2 separate regions of the Sus scrofa genome follow, and region 1 is linked to region 2. The links are chromatin contacts, called in public Hi-C maps. All regions are on one chromosome and are shown on one strand. Each heading gives the region's core, a stretch centred on a gene start, on an enhancer-like site or on the middle of the called end of the contact. The rest is flanking DNA. Distances are from core to core; before and after follow the strand shown. Region 1 overlaps LOC102165006 (a long non-coding RNA gene). Region 2 overlaps LOC102164754 (a long non-coding RNA gene).

Evidence for each region. Hi-C and Micro-C count contacts between places; a contact is called where the count stands out from the background.
Region 1: a Hi-C map of heart right ventricle shows a contact between it and region 2, with 5 times the contacts expected there. The contact joins two enhancer-like sites. A contact is called at or near these places in 2 of 47 Hi-C or Micro-C datasets (fetal heart ventricle and heart right ventricle).

What each region holds. Positions count from the first base shown.
Region 1 is chr18:46,925,280-46,930,668 of Sscrofa11.1, forward strand. The region is part of intron 1 of LOC102165006 (a long non-coding RNA gene); the gene reads right to left. Among named protein-coding and RNA genes, the nearest start is that of TRNAK-UUU, 130 kb to the right of the region's middle. Within about 2 kb of position 1,667, at least 19 of the 83 cell types and tissues checked have an H3K27ac peak or open chromatin away from gene starts, as enhancers often do.
Region 2 is chr18:46,598,647-46,604,026 of Sscrofa11.1, forward strand. All of the region lies in intron 2 of LOC102164754 (a long non-coding RNA gene), which reads left to right. Among named protein-coding and RNA genes, the nearest start is that of MIR148A, 190 kb to the left of the region's middle. Within about 2 kb of position 4,010, at least 33 of the 83 cell types and tissues checked have an H3K27ac peak or open chromatin away from gene starts, as enhancers often do.

The DNA of each region.
Region 1 (5,389 bases), core at 417-2,916, 320 kb after region 2:
TTTCTAAGCGGCAGCCCTTCAAATGCTTAAAAACTGGTCCCTCCAGTTTCCCTCGGAATAAACACCGCCAGGTTTTTAGTGTTTCCATGGACCCTGCTGCCGACCTTCACCCTCTGCTCTAGTCTCTTCACAGTGGCCTTCTTTAAATAGGTGTCCAATGAGAACTTCCAAAAAGACAGGCTCTGATAAAGCCAAGCCGCACCTCATGAGCATTCCACAACCATCGCCAAGTATGTCACCTCTCAGCAGAATTCACCTGTCTCTCCGGTCTCCCTGTGATGAGATTTGAATTTGTAGCCCATTTCCTTTACAAAATTCCAAATGCATCAACCACATAATCCATTCTCACCACATTCTCATAAGGAAATGTTTGCTGCCACCATTTTTCAGGGGTGAGTGGAGATGGAACAGAGTAGAAATTGGAGAAAAAAGGTGGGAGATAATGCACCTGGCTGACACTGCTAGCCAATGGCCAAGGAATTAATAACACACAGTCCTCCCAACTTCTTGCCCAAGAGGACTGATTTTTTCCCTTAAATGAGACCACACTGCCTGTAAAGAGAGTCGAGCAACTGAAGGTCAGAGGGAGAGAAGCTGTACGTGCCCTGAACCCCTAGGGAGCCTTGCCCTCGCCCCCTGGGTGCAGGGATCTCTCGGCTCACCCAGCAAACATTTAGCGCCTGCCTCCCAGCGGGGTCAGGGAGAGAGCACCCCAGCAAGGGGTATCTGGCCACCAGGTGTCTGTTTTATTTGCCAATTCCTTTCAGCAGCAGCCAGGACGTGAGCTATGCCCTTGATGGGCATAAATGAACAGCGTACGTGCTATCATTCATTAGGGAAGAAGGGGGCAGCTTGTGCTTTGGAAAGCATGGGGTTTTGCCCAATGGGTGAGGATAAGAACTGTGAGCAATGAGAGAGGGCCTCAGACACGGGCCAGACAGAGGCCAAACACCTGGCAGGGTTAGTACACTGCCAATGATTTGATTCCAGTGCAGGCTGCGTATTTCACATCAAACCTAAGAGGCCGGGCAGTGGCTGGGTAAAAAATTGCACTGACTCACACCCCAACTCTCTCTCTCTCTCACACACACACACACACCGCACACAATGAAAGTTTCCTTCTCAGAGGAAAAGAGCGGTTATCAATCTCATGGAAGTCTCCCACCCTGGAGGAACGTCACCACCCAAGAAGGGCAGATGTCTGCTGCCCATATGGTGCCTGGGTGACTGGCCACTCTCCTCACAGCTCCTGGCATCTGAGTGACTGGCCTGAACCCTGCTGGGTCCTTCAGCCGCCCTTCCTGGGTCGTGGGGCGCAAGCTGCAAAGGGGTGACTTTCCACACTGGGCTCTCAGCTGAAACTTATCCCCCCGACACACACCCACACACACCCACACCCACACCCACCCACACACACACACCCTCCCCGCTCCCTTAGTTATGATGGCTCTCTCAGGACAGCCTGCATCTTAGCTGAATGTAATGAAAGAAAGTTGGCCCCAGAGGTGCCTCTGAATGTCTCGCCCAGAACGAGAAAAAACTTTTTGGCAGAACTTCCAAGCTACAAGCAAACTCCGAACGCGATTTGGCAGATCACAAACAATTAGGTGACTGCACTCCATGAGCAGCCCCTGGGGACGGGGAGGCCAGGCTGTCCGCCAGATTTCTGGTAGATGTTGCTTTGGTTGGAAGTAGGATGCTTTTCCTTCTGTGTCCCCAGACCTCAAGGAGGCTAGAAGGAACACCAGGACTTCTTATTTGGGGCAAATTGAGTTGTCAGTGTTTACTGAAGAGCTTCAGCTGACAACCACAGTAAGACTAGCAGGTCCGCTGAATCCATGTGAATTGTCTGTTGGGAGCGAGGCATATTTGTGCCAGAAGGAAAAGGGCCTCCCCGCCCCCCTTCCCTTTTGCTCCAAATGTATAGAAGTTCTGAGGCCTGGTGGTTGGTCAGCTCTCCTCCCATGAGAGAGAAGTGAGCCGCCTGTTCTGTGGGTCTGGTGCCTGCCTCCAAGTCACAGGGAATCAAGTCCAAAAGGGAGTGACTTCTTCTGACTTGAGGCCACAGGAATGACCCACGGCTTCCACGAGGGCTCCTTCCCATCAGGGGGGGTGGGAGGAGGCCGTCGGCCAGCTGTGAGCTGGTGAGTATGCCTCTGCCGCCGCCGGGCTTCTCCAAGGACAGCCCCACAGAGGGCCTCAGAGGCAAGAGTGCGGAGGCCCACCTGGCACCCTGGCAAGGGGCCTGTCCTCACGTCCAAGCATCATGCACGCGCCCGGGTCTGTTACCCAGATGTGAAAGCAATGGGTTCTGCCCAGCAAAGCCCTGCCGCTCCCCACTCCTCCCCAGATGGTGAGAAACCTGGGGCTCTGGGGCTTCTCGGCCACTACCCCTGGGGGTCTGGCAGCAAGTGGGCTGCCCCCTGGTGGAGCAAGGCTCTGACAAAGATGGAAGTGGTGATTCAGCTAATGGGCAATGCTTCCAAAATGGACTACAAGTCAGTTTACAAAAATGCAGGAGAAAAGAAACCTAATAGGTTGCAATCTCTTTTCGGGGACTGTGTTTCTAAAGGGAGTTTACATGCCATGGAAACAAATCCCCGAAGCCCAGTTTCAGCTTATTAGCGCTAAATTGGCCACAGCAAATGAGCACTGCAATTGTCAGTGACCTGAGGTTTTATAAGCGCACTGGGACTCTTTGCAGAGATTTTACATGCGCCCCGCAGAGCAGCTGAGGGGAGGCAATGTGACCAGCTCTGCTCTGCCATTTCCAAAGCCCAGAATAGCAACGAAGCAACCCATCATGCCTCCACCCTGCAGGGGCCTCCCAGGGCCAGAACCTTCCTTGAAATCTTTGCCCTACAGCTTGGCTTTATTGGAAAGGCAGGAAGAGGAAGTAAAAGCACGTCAGAAGTTCTACTTGGAGAAAGAAATTACATCTCTGTTAAAAATGGATTTGGCGCAGAGAAGCGGTGAGGGTGGCCCATGAAAATCAGTGATAAAGGACAAGAGGGTGTCTGGTTCCCAGCCCAGAGGGGAACAGTGAGGAGACTGTTGCAGAGAGCAGAAAAATACCCCCTTGCCAGGAAGGGCACAGCTCAGGTAGGGCTGCCTTATTTTCTTATTTCCTATCTTCTTTCATCAAGTGTCATCCTAGGCACAGATGAAAAATAAAATACACGTTCACAGGCATCCAATAATTTAAAAATCTGATCAGTTCTGTGAAGGAAATAAGCAGGAGACGATGGAGGAGCAGGAGAAAATGGGAGCTGGTGGGGGGGGAGTGGTGGGGCGGCCCGGGAGACGCAGCAGAGCCCTGGGAGACGGGCAAAAGAGGGCACTGCGGGCAGAGGGACGGGGAGCGGCAAGTTTGTGAGGCAGGAGAGAGTACTGATGCTTCTGGACGTGAATGAAAGCCCTAAGTGAGGCAGAGGGGCAAGCCATTCAGCTAGAGAGGTGGGGGCCGGCGGCTCAAATAGGCAGAGCCCTGTTATGAGAGATTTTATTTTTTTAATGTTCCCTCTTGAAACTCCATCTATTCATAGCTGAATAAACTGACATGATTATGAATAAAATAACCCTATTATAGTGCTTCCCCAAACAGCTCATCTTGCTAAACACACCACACACACACACACACACACACACACACACACACACAATTGAGGGTTTGCTGTGGCTGGACACTAGGCTGTTTGCTCCTTCTCTCTCCTCTCTTCCTAGGAGCCACTCTCGTGGCATAACAGCTCTATGCTAGTGACTTTCAATTCTGTCTTCTCCCAAACTTCAATATTTAATTAATTGGTGAGTTAATTAATTCAGTAAACAACGACAATTCAGTAAACATCTACTATGTGCCAAGTATTCTGTTAACTTCCGGGAATATAAAAAACTTACTAAAGCCCCCGCTTGCTCTCCTAGACCGCCACTTGGGCCGGGACATTCAGGGCATCTGCCGGCGGGAGCACAATGCGGAGAGCAGCATGTCTGTCATACGTCCCAGGCGTGTAATGAGATGACATTGGAGCTGAGTCCGCAAGGAAGAGGAGAAGTTTCTATTGAGAAGAAGAGACTGTGGGTGGAACACCAAGACAAAGAACCAGCACCCACAAGGCAGAGAACAGGGAGTGGGCCCCAGGCCTTCTGGATGGAAGTCTCAAGGAACCATCAAGTACCATTCCCATGACTGTGAGACCCTGTTTGTGAGGAAGAGATTTAGACACCTCAAGGGTGGTGTCCACACAGGAGAAGGAGGTGGGTTTGACCTGGGGAGCATCAAGAAGATATGGCAATGATCCCACGACAGCTCTTCAGAAGAGATGAAGCACAAATGAGCCAAAATGAGAGACTGAACGCACGGACTAGACACACATCCTGCTCGTGGAGGTATTAGCACTTTCCTAGAATCCCTGGTTCTAGGTATGAGACCTTCGATATGAACGGGAGTGAAATATGGAGAGAATCTACGAGTGGGATTGCTTAACAGGTGATCAGAGACTTGGAAAATAGCACCTGGGGAGAAGCATTAACAAAACCAGGACTGAACAGCTTAGGGAAGCTGGAACGGTAGCTGCACAGCCACAACACATAAAATGCTTTACCGTGAAACAAAACCCAGTTGATTCTTGTATTTATTTTCTCTGGGGGCAGAAGGAAAATGGTACTCTTGTAATCAAAAAGGTTTGGGCTAGATATAAGAAAGAGTTTTCTAGACAAAGAGGTCTTTTAAAAATATAGCCAATACTTGCCTCTCTGACACAATTTATGAGTGGATGTGCTTAAGTATGTTGAATAGACCAAGTTCTTATTCCTGGGCTAAAGAGGTCAAACTGTCCGTGAATAATACAGACTTGGCCATTTCAGCCCATGGTAGACACATCAGATTATTTTTTAATTTTTTTATAGTTGATTTACATTATTCTGTCAATTTCTGCTCTACAGCAAAGTGACTCAGTCTTATATACATTGTTTTTCTCATGTTATCTTTCATAATGTTCCATCAGAAGTGACTGGACATAATTTCCTGTGCTGTACAGTAGGACCCCATTGCCTATCCAGTCTTAATGTAACAGTTTGCATTGTTAACCCCAAACTCCCAGTCCATCCCTCTCCCTCCCCCAACCTCAGATTATTGAGAAATATCTTTACCTAAATGGTTACTCGATACCTGCGCACAGTCTGTTCCTTACCTCTTTGTTGGCTGAAGGGAAAGCGGAACTGCCGATGGATCCTGCTCCCTTTTACCTTCCTGCTCTATTTCAGACCAAATCGACTGAATAGTTCATATTTTCATTTGCTGTCTTTGCTTGTATTATCAAAGGCCTTTTTCCCCAGTAGTTCCTAAGGAAAGCTCTGTTTTATTTATGCTTTCATTGCTAGCCCTTATTCC
Region 2 (5,380 bases), core at 2,760-5,259:
AAGCAGGAGAAAAACCAAGACCAGAGATGGGAGATCTTTCCTAGGATCTTATGCAAAGGCCACAGGTATATTCTATCATGGCCAGACTGATATGAAATACTACTCATGCTTCGTAGTTGGGAATTAGAGAGAGACGGTGGCTTAGCCACAGAGTCCTTGGTGAGAGAGGCTGTCAAAAGAAAGGAATGACATCTGAGCATCAGGAATTTGTCTACAGCTTACACCAGCCTCACCTGTCAACCTTTTGGTTGAGTTCCGTGCTCACATAGTCACATGTAAAAGAACGAGGACATAGATCAGGCGTCAGTCATGCTCCTGGAAAAGTGGGCATTTCAAATATTCTGAATGAGTGTATCGAACAAATGAAAACAGTTGAGTCAGATTCTTTCCTCTCCATGGTCTTAGAAGAAGGGTAGAGAAAGGCTCCCTCTTCCCCAGAAAGATAAGGAGGTTCCAGAAAGGAATACGGATGGGCTGTTTTGTGGTGTGAACTTGTCAGCACCACTAGACAGAGAAACAAATGGTAAAAGGCAAGAGTTTTGGACCTTGGAACAACATTTTAAAACAAAGATCTTCTGCCAAAGATTCTTGAACAACCACTTCCTTTAAAATTATAATAAAAAGAGCATGAAATTCCATGAAACACATTCATTTTCAACATAAAAACAATGCTAGGCTTTTGGTTCCAATTACAGGCATGCTTTCCCAGAGCAGCAGAAGGCATTGTGCCTTGTGAGAATTTGCTGCTGCTTTTTTTTTTTTTTTAACAAACGATTAAACAGCATTTTAATACAGACTGCTTCAGCATAAAAGGCAAGAAAGGCTAAAAGTTAGAAAAAAGATTATGGGGCAGAAGTTATTTGGTGATTAGCTCCTTCAGGCCATGGATGGATGGGGCACTGGGATGCCTCGGTTCCTCTTGGGAAAAGATCAACATTTTCTCCTTACTTAGAAAGCATGAATCAAAGGCCAACATATTGAGAAAAGTCATCTGTGACTGGCTTGTTTTCCTAAGGCTCCCATTCATCTTTTGGGCTCTGTGGCTTTCTTAACCCAGCTGATAAATGGACATTTCAGGGGTGAATCATTATTCAGGTTGATAACAAGCTTAGCATCTTTCTTTCTCACCTTTTCCTTTGTTCTTCCTTATTTCCTTCCATTCCTTCTCCTTCTATATTTCAGAACAAAACAAGTGTTGAAAATTAAAGGGCATAATATTTTTTAAACTGCTCAATCATATGAAAGAAAAATCCTAAATATCTGGATTAAATTTATAATCCACTCGATACTCAATACCCCCAACCCAGGTTAATTTTACCTTTAAATTGACTTTTCTTAGCTAAGTTATTTTTAAGAAGCCAGTGTTCTCCTAAATAATGGTTTTTCTGGTAAAGTTATGATATTATAATCCAGGAGGTCTAGGAAAATAAGAAAGAGATTAATGTGCAGTGTATCTTTTTTTTTTTTTTGGCTTTGCCCATGGCATATAAAAATTCTCAGCCCTCATCAGCAACCCGAGCCCTGAACAGCAGTAACAGTGCCAGATCCTTAACCTGATGAGCCACAAGGAAACCCCTGCCTGAATCTCTAGTCTAAGATCATTGCTAGGCAGCATGGTCTTAACTTGGAAAAATTTAGCCTCATTACTCTTTTGGGATCTGACAGCTGTCTCTCCTTTTAATAGGTCAGTTCTATTCATCTTTCCAAATGAGCTTTCCCAAAATGCTTCCCTGAAGTGCCAAGAATATCCTTCTCATATGCAAGTTTGTTATTTAAGGCTGATATATTGGATTTTTTTCCAGTCAATTATTTTTGGTTATTCTGATACTTTCTGAATCTCAATTCCTTCAAAGTTTTCTGTTTCACCAGGAAAGCTGAATGAGTGCTAAGAAAATGGTGGATAATTTTTAACAGCAATGTAGTTTTTTGTACCTTCGAACATGGGTGTGTAGGGTCTTTTAGGACGTTGCGACATCCCAAGGCACATGTTGGAGCCACGCCCACAGGTTTTGTCTCCGGGAAGGTTATAGCGGTCATTCAAGTCCATACTTCCTATCCCCTTCTGGAGAGAGACTGAAAGAAGTAACCATCCCTGTGAAGTGACATGACAGGCATTTATATTTATGGCTCAGAATTTTCTGCGTTGCAGCGTGGGGAAGGCGTTATGGTATCTTTATGTCAGATACCTCTTACTGGGCCTCATAGTTTGCATAGAAGTAAAAAAAAAAGGAAGATGGAAGAGTGGTGTTTGTGATGGATTTTTCTGTTCTTTTATGTCTATAAAAGGCAACATGAAAGGACTAAGCTAATTCACGGCTGGGGCCATCCACTCACATAGTGAGAGTGAATTATCTGCACTTATGTATAAAGACTAAATAGTCTTTTTATTCCAGGAGTTCCCGTCACGCCTCAGTGGAAACTAATCTGACTAGGAACCATGAGATTGTGGGTTCGATCCATGGCCTCGCTCAGTGGGTTAAGGATCCAGCGTTGCTGTGAGCTCTGGTGTAGATCACAGCTTGGGTCTGGCTTTGCTGTGGCTGCGGTGTGTGGCTGTGGCCTAGGCCCGCGGCTACAGCTCTGATTTGACCCCTAGCCTGGGAACCTCTATACACTGTGGGTACGGCCCTAAAAAAAAAAAAAAAAGTCTTTTTATTCCAACTCTTTATCCCATTGAAATTGAACCATACCAGGCTGGTTTAAGGTTAGCCCCAAGGTAACCTGTCATGGGGAAATATTATGACAGTAAACAATTCAAATAAGGTTCTATTCAATGGCCATCACACAGGAGGAAGGAAGCACCACTGCTGACAGCCCAAAGGACCGTTTAATTCTTGCTCGCACGGTGAAGGGCAAATCAGGAAGGACACAGGTGCCTGATGTAATAGATGTTGGAACGTGAGCGAGAACTTGGTGGAATGCAGGGTGGGTGCACACGGCCAGGCCTTCCTCGAGAAGGTGGTGAACAAAGACACTGGTCTTTCCAGCACAGACGAGCCCACGTTCAGAGCCTGGAGCATCGGGCCTTTGATTGAGAAGTGTTTGGGAACCGGTGTTTGTGGTAGGGCCAGAAATGTGAGCATCTCACAACACTGGAGGTGAAGGCCTCGTGAAAAGTCATGAAGGAAGGGACGGGCGTTCAGGCCATCGGATGGTGACGTGGGGCCCCAGGATGGGATCCCTTTTTTACCATCCAGCATCCGGGAGCTCCAGGCCTCTGCTCCCTGGGAGCTACTCCAACAGGCCTTTTCAAGGCAATCCATCCTGAGCAAAAGGCTCCCCGCATCTCCTGATCCAGGACCTGAGGGCCCTTTGAGATGCCCTCAGGATGTTTGAGCTCTGTGTGTCTCTGCCTGCCTGTCCTATCTCTTCAGTTGCTTTCCTCTCTGCTTCAGCCATGCACATGTGCCGCAGTCACAACCAAGGACCTGCAAACCCATTTGGAAATGCTCACTTTACTGCTTCCCGTGACTGCTGCAGTTCTGTCGGTGCCGATGGCCACAGGCTGGCTCCTGAGGTGTCTCCCTGAGGCTGGAGCGCAGGAAGACAATGATCAAATCGGTCTCTCTCTCTCTCAGCATCCTGTCCATCTGCTCCTCTGCAGACACTCTCCGTGCCAAAAAGCTGGCTGATTCTGAACGTCCCCAGGCATCGGGGTCCTGTAGGAGGCACACATGGGAGGTCGGGCATCTGGGTGCCCGAGCCAGGGGCATGGCCGTGTGAGCAGGTTTCAGCCACCCCGGATGGCGGTTCTGCTCCGGACGTGTAGGGAGAAAGAAGCGATCGGAAAGAGAAAGACATCACGGCCCCGGGAGCCTGGAGACAGCTTTATGTACATGTTCTTAGAGGATTTGGCTAAACATTTTGTACGGTTCGTGGGAGCGAGTGCGGGGGGAGCTGTCATCCCCTCCCTGACGGGAAGCAGACGTGTTGCAACACGAGGGCCCGGCCGTGGGGCTTGGCAGCCCTGCTCGCCAGCGCCGCGCAGTTTGGTCCGAAGCGCTATTGCTACAGTTTAGAAGCGGCTCCCTGCCGTGTGGACGGGCTACCAGGGCAAAGCGGCCGACCCCGCACACACACGAGGACAGCCGCGCATCTTCGCAGCTTGCGGCCGAGGCTCTGAGTCCCCGAGTCCCCTCCTGCTCGCATGCAGACTCCGAGGGTGGGGGGAGCTCGGGGGGAGCAGGGGGAGTTCTCCCAGTCAGGCCGGGAGGCCCGGGGACCCCTCCTTTGCAGACTTGGGTCTTTGGTGTGAGCAGCCGTGGCGAGCAGTCTTTGGGGCCCAGCCTTGTTACCTTGCAGGTCTGGCCTCGGGGAAAGCAGAGAACGGGGCCGAAAAATAAAGGGGGAAGTGGTTGCTTGGTGCTGAGTTTGGCTTAGAGCTTTTAGAGCGTCACTGGAGCCTCCAGGCTCCAAGCAGATCTCAGAGGGAGTGAAACCCGCAGGAGCCCCCCCTGCCCCCCCAAGGTTAAGGCTGGGCAGGAAACCGCCAAGGAGGCCACAGAGCTTTTCACACAGCTTGGCCCGGGCAGGCCTTTCAGGGGCCTGGGCCACCTTTCACCACCCATCCCATTTCTTTAGACTCGTTTGAACCAGAGTCCCTGAATGTATTGAGTCAGAACTTCAGTTTTCCCAGAAGCAGAGCCCCCTTCTCACACCCAAGAGCGTGTCCTTGGCTGGCGAGTTATGTACCCTGCGGCCCAGCCAGGCAGGGACACTCTGGGGTTGTTTTTGTGCAGAAACTCCCACTGGGACTGAGGGAATGTGGGGGTTGGAAAAGGAAACTACCAGCAGAGGTTTGGAGGCGAGACGCCCAGACGCTGTTGGGGGACCCCCGCCCCCGCCCCCTTTCTCTATAATCGTCCTAGAAAAACAGGGGTGATGTCGTCATAGCAGCTGCTGATGGCCTGACAGACAGTTTCCGCAGCCCTACATGAGGCCCTTTGGTGTCCCTGTCAGGAGACTGGCAGCTGAATGACACCAATGAGGCCGGGCCCGTATTCCCTCTGGGAACGCAGCCCTAATTGATAGACAGAAGCAAAGAGAAGGATTGTTTTTGAACCTGAAAAGAATCCCCCTTTTTTCTCCCTAAAGCTCTGCCCCCCGCTCTCCACGGCTCTATTTTCCCCTCCCCCGCCCCGACACTTTTTTTTTCCCCCCGAGGTGTTTTGTTCCAGAGCAGTTACAGAGCTTAATGGAACTGAATGACTTTTACCCTTCACAATCTGTCACTCAAAAGCCCGACTCCAGGACTGTTAAACAAAGTCCTTTCAGAGGCAGACAGGAGAGGAATGTGTCCGTCAGGCAACAGACCCCGTTGTGTTTTCATCTGTCAGAGGGGTGACGGGCCGAGCGGTGGGCCCCAGGCAGGGCGAATTCC